Linked DNA regions of Triticum aestivum: region 2 is linked to region 1. The links are chromatin contacts, called in public Hi-C maps. All regions are on one chromosome and are shown on one strand. Each heading gives the region's core, a stretch centred on a gene start, on an enhancer-like site or on the middle of the called end of the contact. The rest is flanking DNA. Distances are from core to core; before and after follow the strand shown. Region 1 holds the start of LOC123144782 (outer envelope pore protein 37, chloroplastic). Region 2 has its middle 240 kb from the start of LOC123144782.

The links. A called contact is a pair of places that touch in the nucleus more often than the background predicts.
Region 2: a contact with region 1 is called in a Hi-C map of leaf, with 5 times the contacts expected there. The contact joins the enhancer-like site here to the promoter of LOC123144782 in region 1. A contact is called at or near these places in 2 of 5 Hi-C or Micro-C datasets (both in leaf) and 1 of 1 datasets of contacts at active chromatin or transcription factors (leaf).

What each region holds. Positions count from the first base shown.
Region 1 is chr6D:305,521,907-305,527,228 of IWGSC CS RefSeq v2.1, reverse strand. LOC123144782 (outer envelope pore protein 37, chloroplastic) reads left to right here and starts at 2,746. Exons shown (of 6, transcript XM_044564018.1): 1 at 2,746-3,337; 2 at 3,573-3,662; 3 at 4,388-4,558; 4 at 4,642-4,736. The coding sequence starts at 2,849.
Region 2 is chr6D:305,761,743-305,767,064 of IWGSC CS RefSeq v2.1, reverse strand. No RefSeq gene overlaps it. Among protein-coding and RNA genes, the nearest start is that of LOC123144782, 240 kb to the right of the region's middle. Within about 2 kb of position 2,579, at least 4 of the 8 cell types and tissues checked have an H3K27ac peak or open chromatin away from gene starts, as enhancers often do. A contact at or near this core is called in leaf, where this site is marked.

The DNA.
Region 1 (5,322 bases), core at 1,497-3,996:
CTTTGTTGACTTGTGTGATATGCATAAATGTAAAGAAGTGGAGAGTGATTATAATTAAAAAAATATTTCTCTTTAAGAGGCATAGCTAAGGTGTGGTTATTATCTTTGCCTAGAAATATAATTGATTCTTGGACAAAATGCAAAGATTCCTTCATTGGAAAATTTTATCCTCCTACAGAATCATACAATTGAGAAATCAAATAATGAATTTTAAACAACTTGAACAAGAGCATGTTGCTCAAGCTTGGGAAAGGATAAAAACTATACTAAAGAATTGTCCTAGTGCAAACTTTCTATGCAGGACTAAACTTTATGTCTAGGAATTTGCTAGATTCAGCTGCAGGTGGAACCTTCATGGGAATCACACTTGGTGCAGGAACCAGGTGGCTTGACAACATGACTTCAAATTATTCTCAGTGGCACACCCAAAGAGCTCCAATGGTGCACGAACGTGAGATCGCGGCGAGTGAGAAGGTCGGGCGTGGGCGCGTGGGCTTCGAGCGGAGGTTGAAGACGATGAGGCCGACAAGTGGGTCCGCCTATCAGTGTGTGTGTGAGTGAGTGAGTGTGCGGGTGAGACGACAACCGTTGGATCTCACGCGAATAGATGGGATTAGATCTAGGGCATACCCCTTCATTTCTTTCTTTTGCGAACGCGCGCGTGTTACGCTGGCCTGGCTGGCCGTCCGTTTGGGACTTTTTATTATTATTTCTCTCTCTTTCTCTTCTTTTTCCGTTTTCTTTTTTCTTTTTTCTTTTTTCTTTTTCTTTTTACCTTTCATTTTTTTTAAACCCAGGATTTACTTATAGTTTGAATTGCCCAAATCCAAACTACTTTTAATCATTCGATTACATAACTAATATTAATATTTGAAAGTTACTTTCATGCCCTTATACAATTTATAATGAAAAATTAATATGGCCTCTAATTAAAATCCAAATTGTTTTAGGGTTTAAGAATTGGTCAATTAATTTTTCAAACATGAAATATGCACTGAAATAATAAAATGCAATGCTTCTAAATGCACATCCTAAAATTTGGAAAATTTTGCGTTGTGACACAAGTAGGGCCTAACGGACACGCCCGGACACTGACCAGGCGCGCCCGCAGACGTTATGGGGGTCGCATTTGCTAAATCCCGTCGTAAATGCTCTCCTATCATCACTATACGTTAGCGCTGTCTGCGAACCCTCATATTGATACCAAATCGGGAGCATATGAGGGCCCGTGCACGCGCCTGATCAACCCATCACGTAGGACACGGCTCACCCCCAGACCACCTCTTTCTCTTTCTTGATTCTTTTCTCTCTTTTCTTCTCCATCGATCACAGGTAAGTGACCAAATATATAAGTGAAAAAAAATGAGAAGCATGACTGCATGCATGAACAAGTAGGAGCTTAAAACCGACACGTCCACAGATGTTTAGAGAGAGCCGGATTTGCTAAGTCCGGCTCTTAGAGCATCTACAGTAGGGTTCCCTAAACCCTCCCTATACGCCCGGGTGGATGGCCCGGTCACAGTTCGGTAAAAAAAACACGACCCAAACGGACCCCTCATACTAGCCCGAAACGCTGGGCTGACTGGCACTCCTCATATTCAGCCAAATCTAGGCCGGATATGGGGAGTTCCGGGTGCACCCGGGTGCGTCTGCCACGTCCGATATGGCCCATGCTGGTCCACCCCTGACCCCACATATATTCGTCCCCATCCATTCCCCGAATAGAACCCTAGGAACTCTACTCCACTCAGCTCTGCTCCTAAGCTCCCATCAGGCGATCTCCGGCTTTCTTCGGTACGTCGGGCAGCGGATCCAAGTCCTCCATCACCCGATCTGCAGACTAGGAGCTCATCCTACGCGGGCTTGAGGAGGAGATGGCCCTCTGCACTACACCGCGCCCGCGAGAAGAACGCCCAACAGCAGTCTGACTCGATCATGCGGGAATCCATAGCATCAGACCAAATGACGCTTGGATCGCCGCTGCCTCGCCGGAGATGGTGCGGTCCGTCTGGCATCCAAACGTTGTGGCGGAGGCGCAACCCCTTCGTTGGTGCGCTGACTCGGAGCTAAACCATGTGGCCCGTCCGCTAAGGCTATAGCGCAGCGTGGCCGCCATGCGAGGCAGAGGGCACGGGAGGCCGTGACAGACCACAACGAGGTGGGCGCGCACACAACGCCGCTATGGGTGACCTGCAACCCATGGCGCCCCAATCGCCTCGTGGTGGACGTGCGGGATCCGACCACGACAGATCCATCGTCGACCTCACATTGATCGGCGACGTGCAGGCCACAGGCCCCGACGAGGAAGAGTAGGGCATGAGAGACGGCGGCGCCTCGAGTCTCGTGAGCCGGTCCGTGTCCCATGTCCTACTCTACCTCGTCGGCGACCGCAACTTCATTCCGAGGGGCTTAGCCGGCCTCCAAACATGGACACGGGCGTGACACTGACGAAGATTTAGATTAGGTTTTACGTTGCATGTAATTATATGAATTTGAGAATTTGTAATTTGAGACATCTGATTATGAAAGAGGATAATTAAGGTACTATCCAATTGTGCAATAGGAAATTTAAGACGTGAGCGGTCACGGGACCAGATTTGGTATATTGTGCTGTATATACTGTTATGTACACACATTGCAATCTTGTCGTGAGGAAGTGAGGAAGCATATTTGTTCCAGAATAAGCCAGAACCAGAAGAATAAGGCTCTAATTATGAATAGCCAAGAATTCCCAACTTCCAAGCCCTCCGCAGTCCGCACCCCAGACCCCACAAGATTTCCACTTGCCTCTTCCTCCATTCGATTCTTCACACCGCTCACCCCGCCGCTTCCCTCGCTTCCTCCGCCCATGGCCGCCGCCACCGCCACCACTTCCTCCTCCTCGTCCACCCCCAAGAACCCTAACCCTTTCAATCTGCCTCCATGGCTCCGCTGCCCCCTCACCTTCCTCTGCCCGCCCCCTCCCCCTCCCCCGCCGCCCCCTCCCCCGCCTCCCCCACCACCCCCGCCCCCGGAGCCGACGGTGGTGGCTCCAGGGCAGCGGTACAGGAGGCCGGGGCTGCGGGTGACCACGGAGTACGACAGCGAGGAGGCCTTGTTTGCGCACAAGGTGTCGTGCAAGCTCGCGGGGGGCCTCGCCAAGCTGCGGCTGTCGTTCCAGAGCGACCAGCAGGGCCACGGAGAGGACCCGCGGCAGCTTTTCGGGGCGCCGGTGCTGTCGTTCGTCACCAAGCACTTCTCCGCGATGTATGACGTTGAGGGCCGCAACGCGCTGCTCCGTGGTAACGCTTCGCTCCCCGGTGGCGCCGTCCAGCTTCGCGCCTCGCACGATGTCAAGGTATTATAGCGCTTCTATATTGAAATCTGCGCCTCCATTTCAACGTTGTTTAGTTACGCAATTCTCGTTCAAGGACCTATGGTGTCTGTGTGTGCGTTCTTGTTACTTTTGACGATGGAAAGTGTATCTGTATATTCTTTTCACTTACTGATAAAGTTTCACACCTTTAGTCTCCTGAGTTTGTTCTGCTACATACTTCTTTTTTCTTTCTAATGGCATCTTGTTATATTCTCAGGAGCAAGAAGGAGAAGTTTCAGTAAGAACTAGGTTGGGTGACCCGTCTTATAGACTTGAGATATCATCTTTGGTCCCTTACAGTGGTTTGGTGAGTACACACATACATGTTTTCTTTTTCTATGTTTCTTTGATTAGAATAAATGTATTGTGCGGATGAGCAATTCCAACAAGGTTCATTTTCTACCTTAAAATACAAATTTGATCATTGTTACTTTGTTAGCACAAAATGTATTATAGTTGTCACTCCTTCATTCCTCAGAAATTATATATGCCACTTGAGATAAAGGACTATAATTTGCTAGTATATTGAAAAGATTGAATAGTGGTAAAATGTTTGCAAAAGTTGGTCTGGAAGTCCATGTTGTTTAGTACGCCCTCTGTTTCTAATCTAAAATAAGACGTTTTGGGAGTTTAACTTAAACTGTCAAAACGCCTTACATTTAGAAACGGAGGTAGTAACTTACAGCTTACAACTGTACTCTATTGTTTACTCATGCATGCAGTAGAGCGTGCATGATCTGTGAGGCCACCTATATCCAGATCGTAGCTCCTTTAGGTGCTATTTCAGATTTTAAACATTAGCTATTGTATTGAAAACATTGAGTGGTCGTATATTATTTTTAAAGGTATGAAATCATGTGCTATTTGTTTCATTGCTATATTTGTTTATACTCAGTAGAGTATGTGTCCTAAGCTGAAAGATGTTTGTGAATGCTGTAGACATATGTTCTTAGCAACAAGAATCTGTGCATATTTCCTAGAATTTGGAATAAAACTCTGTCAACTGTTTAGTTAACCCTGATACCTGTGCAGCCAAGAGCAACACTCCACTTTCCAATTGGTCAAGTTTCAGTGGAAGAGAGGACAAATGAAGAAGACCAAAAAATGTTGTCAGTGTATGGGATTGCGAAAACTGATTTTTTAGACGGCATTCTTACTGCTCAATACAATGAAAATGATTTGAATCTAAGATATTGTTATAAGGTGATTTATGTCTAATGTTGTATTTTGTTCAGTTTTCGGACCTTCTGTTTTATCTGATTCGATTTGTCCGTTCTCTATGGCAGGACAATGAATTAACTTTAGTTCCCAGCGTCTCCTTGCCTTCCAATGCAGTATCCCTAGACTTCAAAAGGCGTTTTGGTTCTTCTGATAAGTTAAGGTCAGCATACTGTCTTTGTTGCTTTGCTCATTAGCATATGTATCCACTGACCATTTCTTCTCCCAAAATCTCTACAGTATTAATGTGTCTGGTCTTGAATCCTCCAAGTTTCTATTAATAATACATGTGCTAATTGAGTTCTCCACGTTTTTATGTAATTCTGTGCACAACACCCATCAAGATTCTGCAATTACCAAGCATGTTCATAATCCTACCTTCAGGGGCTCCGATGTTAACAAGATGACCTGGACAGCAGGGTACTCATGAATCTTAATACTGCAAAATGCAACATGTTCTGTGTGCCTTTTTCGGGATAGAGCAGTGAAGGCTATTGTGTTAACTGCTCTTAACTTTGGCATACTTAATTAATTGTCTATAGTAGTTTTCTTCTCTCTAGAAATGTCAGATATTGAGATTTGCTTCGGTTGGTCTATTTCCTACAATTATTTGACATATAGTTCCAGTTTATAAGGAGGACTTGAACAACATGTTGCCAAACTAAAACTTTAACCAAAATGTGAAATATAGTCTGCAAGTAGGCAAGAATCTGTATTGGACATAAATCTTATGTGTCCTTTTGAAGTTA
Region 2 (5,322 bases), core at 1,330-3,829, 240 kb before region 1:
ATTGGTGTCCTCCTTGTACTTCTTCTCCCACTCTTCGAGCTGGGCGTAGGCCTTGGCCATGCGGGAGTCGTAGGAGTTTTGGGCAGCCCCCACCTAGCGGTCCAGCGTCGCCAAGCACTGATGCTCGGCCTCCTGCTCCGAGGTGGTCCTCGTGAGCTCCTACTCTGGTACTCCCGGATATCGAGGTCCCCCTCGCGAGCCGCTAGGGCCTCCCCACGCTTGGTGAGATCCTCCTCGCGGGAAGCGAGCTAGCCTTCGCAGACCTCCGTGGCCTCCTCCCATGTCCAGAACCCCTGCTCCCTGAGCTCCGCCTACTCCTGGAGCACCTTCTCGCGGGCCACGGCGTCCTCGCTTCACTGTTCGGCATCTGCGGCATCCTCGAGGGCCCTCTCGAAGAGCTCCTCGGCGTCCTTCATGATTTTGCCGTGCTTCTCCCGTGCAGCCTCGTCCAACCAGCGACCCAGCTTCATGGCCACGTTAAGCTGGCGCCACTCGTCTGCGAGCCGTTGGCGATCCTCCTCCGCCCGAAGGTCTTCCTAAAGCACGTCGAGGTCTGCCCTGGCGTCACTGATGGCCCCACATTTGAGCACAGCGTTGGAGCTCACTAGCGCCAAGGCCCCAGGCTGTGCCTCCTCGCCGCTCTCCACCGTCATGGTGCACGAAGACCCAGGGTCGAGACCTCGCGTGGGCTTCGTGCCTTCGTCCCTAGCGGGGGCTGCCTCCTTCGTCAGGTGCGGGGCTCTTTGCAGCCTCCTCCTCTGCGGCCGGCTGCGTCGCCATGCACTCCGGGCTCGTCGCGGCCGCCTTAGGGGCTTGGCGCACCGGCGAACGCTGGGGGCCTATTACGGCCCCCATGTTGACGCCAGCCTCCTCGGTAGGCGTGGGGTGCGACAGAGAGGTCGGCTCGTCGCCCCCTCCTTCGTCGCCTTGCCTGCCGCGTCGGGTGCCTCGGGAGGCACCACCTCGTCGGTGGAGACCCCCTCGCGAGGCTCGCTCCCCCGGTCGGGGGAGGCCGGTCCACAGGTGCCTCGGGAGGCATCGCCTGCTGCCCTCCACCGTCTAGCGCCTCGCCTCTGCTTTGGGGCGGCGTTCGGCCTCCCTGCGGCTCTCATCCCGTGTCGCCATCGGGGGCGCCGCGGGCGTCGTGGCCCCCTTCAAGGCGGGGGCCTCATCCTTCTTCTTCTTCTTCTTGGCCTTCTTGTCTAACTCCCTAGGTAGCGTGCCAGTTTAGCCCAGGCCTCAGGAAGCAAGAAGCAGAAATAGGAAAACAAGAGCAAGGTGTGGAAGCTTACTCACCAGTGGGAGCCCAGCGTCTCTTCGGCTTCTGGCGGCCACTACTGCCCCCCTCGCGAGGCTTGCTCGAGCTCCCTCCGAAGGGCTCGGCACAAGGCCTACCGGCATCGTCAACCGCCGGTGCAACGAGGGAATCCTACCTGTGAGGCTCACTCGCCCCCATAGCCGAGTTCCCTTCACCCCCCACACTCGTGCGCTGGGCGAGCATGACCATGAATCGGTCACCATCGTCATCATCGTCGTTGTCAGGGGCGTCCAACAGCAGCTTGTGGCAAGTTGGTGGGGGCGTCCCTTCGTCGCTCTCCTCCCCGTCCTAGGCTGCCGTGGCCTCCCGAGCCGAGCAGCACCACGAGAGGGTTCTCGCGAGGCCCATCGTGGTCCGACGAGACCAGTCCCCACTGATCAAATTGTAGCATGTCCGCGACAAGTTCATTTTTGTTCTTGTAGCGGTACACCGGGTACATATCCTTGGGTAGGTTCTCTGCATCCGCAGGGAACATGATCCTCACGATCTCATGTAGCACTCCCAAGTGGAGGTTGTCCTCGCTCAGCCACATCGGATCAGCGACGCCGGCGATCGTCCACACCGGGTGCGAGCGCTTTTGGAGGGGTGCGATGCGCCAGCACAAGAACTCCTTGGCAACCATCGCCACCATCACCTTGGCGGCCTCAGCTCCGCCATCCTCACCATGAGCGGCCCCAGCCTCTCGTCAACGAGCTCGAAGTGCTCCCACCCGGAGCTCTTCACGGCCGTCTCGGTCGGGATCTGGAGGAGGGGGCTAAACTGCTTGGCGTCTAGATAGACCCAACGCGACCTGTAGCCCTCCACCTTCTTCAAGATCCTCATGTCGATAATGTTGCCAGCCATTCATCAGTGATACCGAACGAGGCGCACCCCGTATGCTGGTTCCCGACGGAGATCGGCAGACTGTACAAGGTCCTGAAGAATGCCAACGAAGGAGCACTCCCAAGAAGCCCTCACAGAGGTAGGCGAAGACGGTGAGGAGGAGGATGGATTTGGGCTGCAGGTGCATCAGATGGATCTGATAGTGGTTAAGGACGACACAGAGGAAGTCAGAGAACGGTGGCACCAGGGCAGCGAAGATGGAGTGGAAGAAGATGGGGATGGTCGTCGCCTCAAGGTCACGGGGCGCACGTGAACTTGGCCTGATCTGGGTGGGCCCCCACTCATTGTGGCCACTAAGCCGGTCAGATCCCAAGGATTGTTGAACCGGCGGTTGCAACTGAATTGTGTTTGGAGGTACAACCTGAGTCAATTGGGGTATTATGGTTGCCGCACTTGGCGTGCTGGTGCCTGCCCCTGGAACGAGTGCATCTCGCGGTGTATCAAACAACTATGTAGGCTCAAAACTAGTTGGTAGCCAACTTTGATGCCTCCTCTGGTGTACCGCAGAATTCTCGTTTTGGCGGAAACTAAGATGAAGCACCTCTGTTTTCAAATGCTCAGTTTCGCTATGGATGTGGGCGTGTGTCTCGGCCATGCAAACACTCTCTGCATTAATATCCTCTTAGATCTTGGCCATCTGCTCGTGACGCTTTGCAACCTCTATGTTACGTTCAGCCACGTACTTTGTGGTTACTAGAGCCGACAAGAGCATTCCTAGAGTAGTCATCAGCTCTACAAGCACCTGAGCCAGCGTTTGGCTTGAGCCAACCACGGTGGAAGCCATTGCCTCGGCCCCAGCCGTCATAGAATTTTGACCCGCCGTCGTCTCGATCGGGGTCCCTGCCATGTAGACAGCTGCACGGCGGGGCGGCTGTGAAACCTCCAGATCGATCCTGTCATCGGAGTAGCCCCCCGGTCTATCATCAAAAAGTGGAAAAATTCACTCGGTATCTCCAAGCAAAGATTCACCATCCGAGTTGACTAGTGTGTCGCCGCCAGACGCGGAATCGCCTAACAGGTCGACTCCATGAGTGAAACCAACGAAAGCGCAGATCTGACCGGGTCTGGTCCGGCGCGCCGACTCAACGGGGTCGAAGATGATGTCCAACGCGGGACCAGGCTCGCCAATTGCGTCGATGAAGACGCGGATCTTGCCGAAGGAGACCCGGTACCTGTACTCGATTGAGTCGCCCTCGGGACCTAGTCTGAGTCATCGATGTAGAGCTTGCCGCGGCGACTCTTCGTCATCCGGGCTATCTCGTGTCCCTCGATCCCTGGGAGAGCACCCTCCAAGAACTCAACACCATCGTGCGCTGGCCCCATGGTGGGCGCCGACTGTCGTGGTTTTGTCACGGCAGATGTCCTCGCGCAAGGACTAAGTCTTGAGGCCATCGCAACTAGGTGGTTTCCTGAACGGGGTTGATCGGGTATGGAGGACACAAGTTACCCAGGTTGGGCCCCTCACGATGGAGGTAAAAGCCTACTCCTGCTTGATTGATATTGACGATGATCTTGATTACAAGGATGTGGTTTCGCTAACCTAGCTTTCGAGAAATTGCAAATTAGACTCTTCGTCTTAGGGGCTCCCCTTTATATGATAGGTCAAATCCCTAGGTTTACAGGAGATTCTGGGTCGCTAACCCGTTCCTACTCTAACTCTTATAGTCTTGTTCTCCAAGTTGGGAAAGTCCTCCCTCTCCTCTGGGCCTGTCGGCCCAATGTGAACCTTGTTACCACGGCCATCTTCTTGCGGCTTAGGAAGCGACCCCTGGCCCAACTCACGAGGCCGCCCAGCTGTGGGCACCACGGAGCCAGCTATCTAGCAAGGGCCGCGCCCCGCGAGGCCCCTCTCAACGAAGGACTTCACCAAGTACCACCATCAGAAGCAGGCGGCCTCACGACGCCCCTCTCGCGAGGCGCCCTACCGCGAGGCCTCCCGAGGAGGCCGTGCAACGCGGGTCACGTGCCCATCACATGGGTGACGTCGCCGCGGCAGGTGCTAGGAGCGGGGCCGTGCTAGCGAGCACGTCCAGAATAGTTTCCCCTTGGGACCAGATGCGTATGCCTCCCCCCAAAGCAAGTCCCAGAGCCTCCCGCTTTGGTGAAAGAAGACCAGGACGGTGTGGCGCGCCAGGATGGAGGTCATCGTAGAGCACCCTACGCATCATGGATAACCACTTTAGCAGGCAAAGACCACCTTTTGTCAGGATAAGCCTGGGCGCTTGTCTCTTTCAAATTGCTACCATGTGGTAGCCCTTCCCGCCAAGGTTTTTGGGGGAAGAGGACCGAGTCGCCTATAATAGGGGGAGGGCGGCCACCATAGAAGAGAATTGCGCCATTGCACCCTTGAGACTTGCGTGTATCTTGTAGCTCGCAAGCACTGTCTCCACAAGCAATCCCACCAAGCAGGAGTAGGGTTTTACACCGAACTGTGGCCCGAACCTGGGTAGCTCGCTGTGTCTTCATCATGCCTCCTGCCCTCCCATCGTGCTAGCTCACCGTAGGCTCGCCAAACTCACTGTCTAGTTGCTAGGTCGTGAACCAGGGCCCTAGAGTTCGAACAAGAGTTTTGGTGGATTTCCCTTAGCACAAATCAATCCCTCGACAGGGCCTTTGCGTGAGTCGCCCCATAAGGCCCCTCTGAGAGCCTGCCACCCGCCTAGTCTTGCTCTGGTCCTTTGTGAAGGAAATATGCCCTAGAGGCAAAAAATGTTGTTATTTTATATTTCATTATTCATGATAAATTTTTATTATTCATGCTAGAATTGTATTGATAAGAAACCTAAATACATGTGTGAATACATAGACAAACACTATGTCCCTATTGAGCCTCTACTTGACTAGCTCGTTGATCAGAGATGGTTAAGGTTTCTTGACCATGGACATGAGTTGTCATTTGATAATGGGATCACATCATTAGGAGAATGATGTGATGGACAAGACCCACCTGTTAGCTTAGCATTATGACCATACAGTTTTATTGCTATTGCTTTCTTCATGTCAAATGCATATTCCTTCGCCTATGAGATTACGCAACTTCCGGATACCGGAGGAATTCCTTGTGTGCTATCAAACGTCACAACGTAACTGGGTGATTATAAAGATGCTCTACAGGTATCTTC